3 separate regions of the Sus scrofa genome follow, and all the other regions are linked to region 3. Evidence: chromatin contacts called from public Hi-C and HiChIP or PLAC-seq data. All regions are on one chromosome and are shown on one strand. The core of a region is the stretch at or near the end of the contact, and the rest is flanking DNA. Distances in the headings are between cores, read along the strand shown.

Evidence for each region. A called contact is a pair of places that touch in the nucleus more often than the background predicts. HiChIP or PLAC-seq counts read pairs in DNA pulled down with a chosen protein or histone mark.
Region 1: an H3K27ac HiChIP or PLAC-seq map of alveolar macrophages shows a contact between it and region 3. The contact joins two enhancer-like sites. A contact is called at or near these places in 1 of 5 promoter capture datasets (liver), 2 of 47 Hi-C or Micro-C datasets (embryonic fibroblasts and omental adipose tissue) and 1 of 2 datasets of contacts at active chromatin or transcription factors (alveolar macrophages).
Region 2: a Hi-C map of fetal liver shows a contact between it and region 3, with 2.4 times the contacts expected there. The contact joins two enhancer-like sites. A contact is called at or near these places in 1 of 5 promoter capture datasets (liver), 20 of 47 Hi-C or Micro-C datasets (embryonic fibroblasts, epiblast stem cells, fetal heart ventricle and 11 more) and 2 of 2 datasets of contacts at active chromatin or transcription factors (alveolar macrophages and skeletal muscle).

Annotation. Positions count from the first base shown.
Region 1 is chr14:64,622,522-64,625,386 of Sscrofa11.1, forward strand. All of the region lies in intron 3 of LOC106506013 (a long non-coding RNA gene), which reads left to right. Among named protein-coding and RNA genes, the nearest start is that of RHOBTB1, 160 kb to the left of the region's middle. Within about 2 kb of position 1,465, at least 8 of the 83 cell types and tissues checked have an H3K27ac peak or open chromatin away from gene starts, as enhancers often do. A contact at or near this core is called in alveolar macrophages and embryonic fibroblasts, where this site is marked.
Region 2 is chr14:64,597,708-64,600,690 of Sscrofa11.1, forward strand. LOC106506013 (a long non-coding RNA gene) reads left to right here. Exons shown (of 9, transcript XR_002338945.1): 3 at 1,041-1,169. Among named protein-coding and RNA genes, the nearest start is that of RHOBTB1, 130 kb to the left of the region's middle. Within about 2 kb of position 1,629, at least 1 of the 83 cell types and tissues checked has an H3K27ac peak or open chromatin away from gene starts, as enhancers often do. A contact at or near this core is called in fetal liver, where this site is marked.
Region 3 is chr14:64,279,489-64,282,207 of Sscrofa11.1, forward strand. No RefSeq gene overlaps it. Among named protein-coding and RNA genes, the nearest start is that of CDK1, 47 kb to the left of the region's middle. Within about 2 kb of position 1,378, at least 61 of the 83 cell types and tissues checked have an H3K27ac peak or open chromatin away from gene starts, as enhancers often do. A contact at or near this core is called in alveolar macrophages, embryonic fibroblasts and fetal liver, where this site is marked.

The DNA of each region.
Region 1 (2,865 bases), core at 215-2,714, 340 kb after region 3:
CATATATGTTATTATAGAATATTGAATAGATGTCATTTACCTGTGTTGTACAGTAGGTCCTTGTTGGTTATGTATTCAATATATAGTAGTGTGTATATGTTAATCCCCAACTCCTAATTTATCCCTTCCCACCCCTACGTTTCCCTTTTGGTAACCATGAATTTGTTTTTGAGATGTGTGAGTCTGTTTCTGTTTGGTAAATAAGTTCATTTGTATCATTTTAAAAATTAGTTCCACATATGAGTGATACCATATATTTGTCTTTCTCTCTCTGACTTCCTTCACTTAGTATGATAATCTCTACGTCCACCCGTGTTGTTGCAAATGGCATTGTTTCATTTTTTATGGCTGAGTAATAGTCCACTGTGTATATGCACCACATCTTCTTTATCTGTTCCTTTGTTGATGGACATTTAGGTTGCTCCCATTGACCATTTTGCACAGTCTGGTTCTGTCCTCAGGTTACAGTTGGTTGGAGAGAGGGATGAGCACATATTTCAATCAGGGCACCTTTCCTGGACTGTGGTCATAGTTGATTGATCAATAGGTGGGCATCTGGCCCTAATTTGGCCAATTCATTCCCCAGGAATTTCAGGTTGGGTCTTAGAGAGAGAGGTTGATTCCCCTTTGGATGGTGATGTATGTGTGTGATTGCTGTTATTAGACATCTTTTTCTATGATGTGCCATACTCGGTCATGGAAATGAATGATGCAGATACACAGTGGGCAGCAGAGATGGGAGGTGAATGTTCTTGTGGTCATTCTAGTCCCTTGTTCCTGTCCACTCATGGGGCCAAGGGAGCATTTCTGTTCTTGGACCCCATGAGAACAGTAACTACCCTGAAATAGCAGAGTGGATTTTTATACTTGCAAACAACATCCCTTCCTCCTACAGTCCCTTTTCTTTATTTACACTGACTCTCTTTCATAGACAATAACATTGGTTACCACAATACAATCTAGTAAGTCAGCTCAACACCCTTTTGGAAAGAAAGAAATTTTAAGTAAATATACTAATAAAGAAAGGAGTACATAAACATGTATTTTAGGATTCCTGAGAAAGGCTTATATTTCATTTCACATTTGGAGTTATATTGCACTGAATGATGAAGGCTACTTTTAGAAATCATTCCATTTTAAAGATGAAAGGGATCTCTATTCCAGATATTTTTGGTGGGGGAGGGGGGGATGCTGGGAAACTAGAGCTCAGGGAGGTCAACAGACCTACCCAGATTTTATGGTTCATCAGTCCTAGTAAGACTTTTCCATTTGGGACAGTAAACAGATTATACCTAGATCTCTAGAGGGTCTGAGCCAAAACACAGAGAGCTACATTCCAGAGCAAGGAAGCCAGGGCTGATGGGGCGCTAGGGGAATTTCTCTGGGATGGCCAGAGAGTACAGCTGTGAAATCAGTGTTAGGTTCCCCAAACACCAGGTTCAGTCGCATGTGGTCTAGTTGCCTGACTCAGCATCCTGCTGTGTTTCAGCCAAGACTTCAGCAGGCTGCATTTTGCAATTGCCACCTCCTCCTTTCCGTCTTCGAAACTCAGAACTCTCACTTCTCCTCCTCATTCTTCAGCTCTCAACCTCCTTGGGGGAACCCTGAGATTAGGACTGAATGAACTACCTTTCTGAGATGACATCTTTGTTTTTCACCATAAGAGATTAGAGAAAGGCGTGGTTTGTTGAGATTGCAGGGAGGAGGTGGCTCAGGATGCACTTTGGGAGAGGGTGTTCTCCAAAGGGAAAGACATCAAGAAATTCGGCATAATGAACTCATCTAGTCAGAGATGAAGGAGAACTGACTAGAAATTTGGAAATCTTCTGGGTGTCAGAAGATACCTCTCTGAATTTCAGGCTCATTGCTTAGGTGACAAATAGCTTGACCTCTTTATACCTCGCTTACTTCCTCTTTCTAAAGGCAAATAGGCTAATACACACAGTTGTGTGACTTAAATGAGAAAACACACTTGTTGATTTTTGCATAGTGAATATGCACTCCATGTTATTAAAACTAGGGAAGGATAATCTTTAAAAAGGTAAAATGATGCCCTTCACAGAGGTATAAATAGAACATGTGTTAAAGATTTCGCTTACCTCATTACTAAATGAGTACAATTGTTTCAAAGGGGGGAATCCAAAGAATAGAGTCATTTATAGACCAGGAACATTGAAGTTAACTGCTCTAAACAGGGCATAGTTTTCCACTGGAGGCGCCCAGTGGTCTTTTTTGCTTATTCCAAATTTCTTGACATTGCTATAATTATTATTCCTTCATCTCAGCTGAGTTCCCCATTTTTGCCCACTTATCAAGAAGGGCTCTACTTTTGACATATCATAAATCTCATGTGCCTAAACCCCACATTTACAATATAAATATTCCTGCCCATTCCAGGTAGATTGTGCAATAGAATTCCATTATTACAACCCCTTATTATCAAGCCTTCAATTCTTGGCCATAACTTACCAGCCTGGAATAAAGTCAAAGGATGAAAAATATGTTGAGGCTTAAGCAAGAAAGAAAAGCGGAAGTGGTCATGCTGGCAATTTACTCATTTAGCAAATGTCTGGGGCTATGGAAACTAAATCCACTGTTGGCAGTGCACGCTCAAGCAAGAAAGTCTATTTGGTGTGGGAAAGAGTACTCAACCTTTCATTTTCAGCAATTTAAACAAATCTCTCCTGCTCTCTCAAATATTTATTTAGTCTCCTATAATTTATGGTAACCATGGCACTTAGTATTACCCAGGTGTTAAATCTAATACAAAAAAGGTAAAAAGAATAGTCAAGAAGTATCAAGTGATGCCCAAGGGAACTTATTAAATGTATTTCATTTGAATAATCCAATTCAATGCATTGAGGC
Region 2 (2,983 bases), core at 379-2,878, 320 kb after region 3:
TAGTTGATTTACAGTGTGTTAGTTTCTCCTATACAGCGAAGTGACCCAGTCACAAACATATATATATATATATATACACACACACACACACACACATATATATATATATATATATATATATATGCACACACACTTTCCTTTTCTTATATTATCTTCCATCTTGGTCTATCCCAAGAGATTAGATACAGTTCCCCATGCTATACTGAAGGTTTTATAAGCCTTCTGATTATAGACAGATGTTATAATGCTAGTCGTTATTGAGTGAAGTGATGATGATTTTTTTTTGTGATCAGTCGAAGATGACTTGAGACTACAAAACCAGGTGCTAGAGTACTAAGGGACTACAATTTATTTTTCAGTGTGTGATGAAACGAAATCCATTTCAAATCTTTTTTTTTTTTTTAATTTTTTGTCTTTTTCGGGCTGCACTCAAGGCATATGGAAGTTCCTAGGTTAGGAGTTGAATCAGAGCTGTAGCTGCTGGCCTACGCCACAGCCATAGCGACCTGGGATCCTAGCTGTGTCTGAGACCTACACTACAGCTCACAGCAACTCTGGACCCTTAACCCACTGCATGAGGCCAGAAATTGAACCTGCATCCTCATGGATACTAATTGGGTTTGTTACCGCTGAGCCACAGTGGGAACTCCCCATTTCAAATACTAACCAAGTTGTGGTGGGGCAGGGGCAGAGAATGTTTCCAAGTTAGGCTGAAGGCTATTCACTTCTTCTTATTGGAGAAGGAATGTTGAGTCCGAGATGAACAAATTTCTCAACAAATTTCTAGGGACATGATAATGTGTCCATTGGAAAGAAAAATCCCCTCTTTCAAGGGACTATTAATTGCAGAATACAATGCTTTTACTGAAACCTTGGTGCAAAGATAATATAAGTGGTTTTTTACAAAGTGACCGAATTTGAAAGAACTTAACCCCGTCATATGAAAGTCCTCATTTTCTGAGTCTTGAGTCTAAAAATTAGGTCTGAGGCAAGGAATTTAAACATTCACATCAGCACTTTCCCTTTTGGCCTTTTGACAGGAAGGGCAAGGCGGTTGACAGAAGCCTGGCTCCGGAAGCAAATATGTTGTCTATTCCATGAAGCATCTTTCTGACCTGATTTCTCCTTTGGATCAGAATTCGATCTGGGGGCTTTGAGCCAGCTATTCGGTGAGTGAAGTGGGCACTGCTTCATGTCTCTGATGCCCCTCTCCTACCTTCTCCCTCAGGTATGCCCCCAAACCTGATGTGCCATTAACAAAGGACCCCTCCCTTGGTTCCCTAATGATTTTTAATACAAATCCCAAGTGGCGATATACGAGTCCCAAAAAGCGCTTAACATGGTGTGCGTCATATAGACTGCTGATGTTTAGCAATAATGATCATCATTTTGCATTTATGAACTATCCCTCCCAACTGGATTTTAGAAATGTCACATCATTTCCTTTAGATTCAATTAAATATACCCTTAAGTCTGCTTCATGCTGGTTGCCAGGAAATCTGCTCTCAGTCATTATTAGACCTCCCCCATCTCAGTCCCGAGGGCCTGATAGAGAAGAAGCGAATTGTCTAAAAGCACATATGGCTACTTGATGTTAGGGGACAGCTTGGTGCTGGGACTCTGGAGCATGCCCTGAGGCCAAAGGTCCAGCCTCCTGCAGGACTGTACTGAACCCCTCTCCACTGAGACAGGGAGCCCCTCTCCATGTCTCATGTGAGACGTGGGCTCAGGCCCAGTTCTCTGAGGGCCCTTCAGAACCTGCCTTGGTCTGCTGGGGTTGGGGGGTGGGGGGTCCCCCCTTTCTCCTGGTGCCATGTTTGCAAAAGCTCTCTGCCTTCACCTTATGGTAGGGTTGCCAGACTTAGCAAAAAGGAAAACAAAACAATCACCCAGCTAAATTTGAATTTCAGATAAATACTTTTTAGTGTAAGTATATCCCCTGCAATGCTTGGCACATAATCCCATACAAAAAACCTCTTATCTGCAATTTTAAAATTTAACCTAGCACTCCATATTTTATCTTGCAACCCTACCCTAAGAGTTCCTCCTTTGAAAGATTCAGGCATAGACGTTGTGTGCAGAAGAAGTCGGGCTTTCGGTGCCAGTCTTTAGTGGAGTAGCGAGAAGAACAACCTGGATGGACCTAGAAAGGCACAGGGAAAAACCCAGTATGGACAAATGCAAAATTATATCTGTAAATAATTCTGCGATTCTCATCATTATGATCATCCTCCTCTTTATCACCCATGGCAAATTGCTGCTTGAGTCTCTCCCCCTGGGGAAGGCAATATTAGTGGATCCTTATGTGAGTACAGTTTTAATAAAGATTCAGGAGAGAGGAGGAGGCCCAGGATGTCTGCAAGCGGAGGCAGTGGATCAGGAAGCCAGGGGAGGAGGGCCAGAGGGGTCAGGGCTGGAAAGGCCCCCTGGCTCTTCTTGGCTTCACCAGTCAGCCTGATGCAGGCGTGATAGGTAGCTTGAGATAGAGGAACCAACTTGACCTAATTCCATTCAAGACCCACTGCTGCCACCACCATAAAGCTGTGTGACCCAGGGCAGGTTGCTTAGCCTGTCTGTGCAACTCAGACCTGTCTCATGAGGTTTGAACCCAGATATGCCCCAGAAGATCTCCAAAGTGCCACATGTTGACCTGTGCAGATATGAACACCTCCTCCTCCCTGAGCCTGCTCTTTCTGTGTTCCCTGGATCAGTGCAGTGTCACTTCCATCTGCCTGGACATTGGAGCAGGACGCCTACCAGTTACCTTGACCCTGTTTGCAGAAGACTGGCCTCTGGTGATGGCCAGGGGTTCTGGCTCTCGGGGGTGGTAAGGCTTGCATCCCCTGCCTCTTCTACTGCTGCCCCCAGATGAGGACTCTCTGAGATAGGAGGGGGCAAGTTCCTACTTTTTCTAGGAGGACAGTCACTCTGAGGTAGCTGAGAGAACCAGAAATGGCTCTTCTGTATATTTGGAGGGAAAATG
Region 3 (2,719 bases), core at 128-2,627:
AGTGATACAGCTACACGCTAAGATGTGCCACCCACCACCACAAAGTCCAAGAAGCAAAGAACAGACTGTTCTTTGAACCCTACAGCCCTTGGAGAGAGTGTGGCCTTACCAACACGTTGATTTGGTTTTGTTTTGGTTTTTTGTTTTGTTTTGTTTTGTTTCCTTCTTACAGCTGCACCTGCAGCATATGGAAGTTCTCAGGCTAGGGGTCAAATTGGAGCTTCAGCTGAAGCCTGCTCCACAGCCACAGCAACACTGGATCTGAGCCGCATCTGCTACCTACACCAAAAGTTGTGGCAATGCCAGATCTTTAACCCACTAAGCAAGGCCATGAATCAAACCCACATCCTCATGGACACTATATTGGGTTCTTAACCTGCTGGGCCACAACAGAGAACCCCAACACCTTGATTTTTGGCTCAGTGTAACTGCTTTCGGACTTCTGACCTCCAGAAATGTAAAAGAATTTTCCGTTGTTTCTAGGCATCAGGAAAAAAAAATTGCTGTGGTGATTTTTTTATGTCAACCATGGGAATCTATGTGGTAGGTGTTGGGGAGATGGCAATAAAGGAAAAGCAGCCTTCAGGGAGCTTATACTTCCGCAGTGGAAGACAGTGAACAGATACATAAATGCACAGTCTAATGCCAGACAATGCTGCTGGCTCCATACTAAACATAAAGCAGCTGGTGGAAGCCCACAGAGCCTGGGAGAGGGGTAAGTAGACAGTAAGCTGGGTGGGGTGTGCAGAGCTCTGTAGGCTGTGAATGATAAGGAGATAAGGGCTTCGTATTTTCTTTTAAGTATGGATTTGCGGATCCTCCATTTGTGTGGGAAGCCATTGGGTTCCTCTTCAAGTCGTTCTAAGAGGGGCTGGAACCCTTCTATTGGCTGAAGTTCCTGTCCTGGGTTAGCTCTTTGAATTTGCTCTGCTCCCCGGGAGATTTCTTTAACCTCTCTAAGGTTTAATGTCTTTAACTTAGGTTGGAGTAACCAGTTAGTTCATAAAGGCGCTTGCTCTTAAAATAAACCAAAGCTCACAACCCCTTTCTGAACTGGGAAGCCACAGTCAGAAACACAATGGCTTCTCTGGCCGTGACGATCCCATTCGCGACCACTAGAGGGAGGCGGGCGAGGCGACCATTGCAGAATTGAATTGTTAAAAAAAAATTGAGGGCGTGTTGTTGAAAAAAGAAAGAAAGAAAAAAAAATCCTTCACTCACTCCCAAGGTCTGCTTTTAATTATACTGAGGGCTAGACTCTTAACCACACACATTTCAGCCAATCCTAGATGGCCCAGGCTCCTTTTTCACCCTCAAAGCCGTCAAGCCACAGGCGATGCACTTTCAGACCAGAGAAGCGGAACCAAGAGTCACGGATACCGGGTCCCACCCCCTGGCCCTGTCCTCGGGAGCCTTCCCGAATAGAGAGCAGCTTGGGATCAACTGCCCTAACTCATGATGGCCAAAGCTGAGATGTGACTGCAAGTGCCCTTCTAAATTCTTCCAGGGGTAATTATAGAATTACTCTTTCCTCTTCGTGTTGTGTTAGAGGCTGGCAAGCGATCCCTCTTTCCCCCACATCAAAGTAGAAACAAAGTCATTTGGAGTTCCTGTAATGAAAACCTCGATTTCTGGAGAGTTAAAGGCCCTTTGAAGAAAATTGCAAGGGGAGGTAGATTTTGGACGCACTTTCAGCACATTTTGTTAAAGCTGTGGGAGGATGTGATAATGACCATTAAAAGACTCTTTTTCCTCCGATTAATCTTTCTTACATCTACATCCAGAAGCTGAAGAAATCGGGGTCTATGGAAAAGATTCACTCATGTATTCATTGAGTAAACTTTTGCCCTTTTTTCTTATTGTGGCATAATTTCGGACTGACTGAAAATTACATGAATGATGCAAAGAATTTCTGAACTTCCTTTTCCCAGATTCCAAATATTCAAATTTTACCACCTTTGCTCTTTTCTTTCCTCCCCTTTCCTCCTATTGTCTTCTGAACTGAGTCAACAGCAGAAATGATACTTTTCCCCTATTTACTGTGTATTTCCTAAAAACAAGAGCATTCTCTGACATAACCACTGTACAAGTAATCTAGATCAAGAAATTAACAGATGTTATTCTCTAATTTAAGGACTTTATTCAGGTTTTTACAATTGCCATTAATATTATTTTCACAGTAAAAGAAACCCCTGTGTCATATATAGCATTTGCTTGTCATACCTCTCTAAGCTACTTTAAACAAACCATTTCTTGGTTTTTGCTTTGTTTTTATTCCTATTTTTAAAATACATATGTTGATGTTTTTGAAAAGTACAAGCAAAGTTTTTGGTAGAATGTCAGTGTGATGTTACTTTGTGATTAGACTCAGGATGTGCATTTTTGTTAGGAATACCATAGGAATTACATTGTGTCTTTCCAGTAAATTACATGGGGAGCCGTGATGTTGATTTGTCCCATCACTGGTGATGTTAACTTTCATCATTTGTTAAGACAGTAGTAAACATACTATGAAAGCTATAAAATATATATTAACACATATAATATAAGTGCAGTATAACATGTAAGTGAACTCTAATCTAATCTCTAATGTAATGTAAATATGATATAATAATGTAATATGTGTTAGGCTAGTGGTTCTTAAACTTCTGGTCTTATCCTAGAAGTACTTTATGTTCTTTCTTTTTGCCTTTTCTAGGGCCGCTCCTGCAGCGTATGG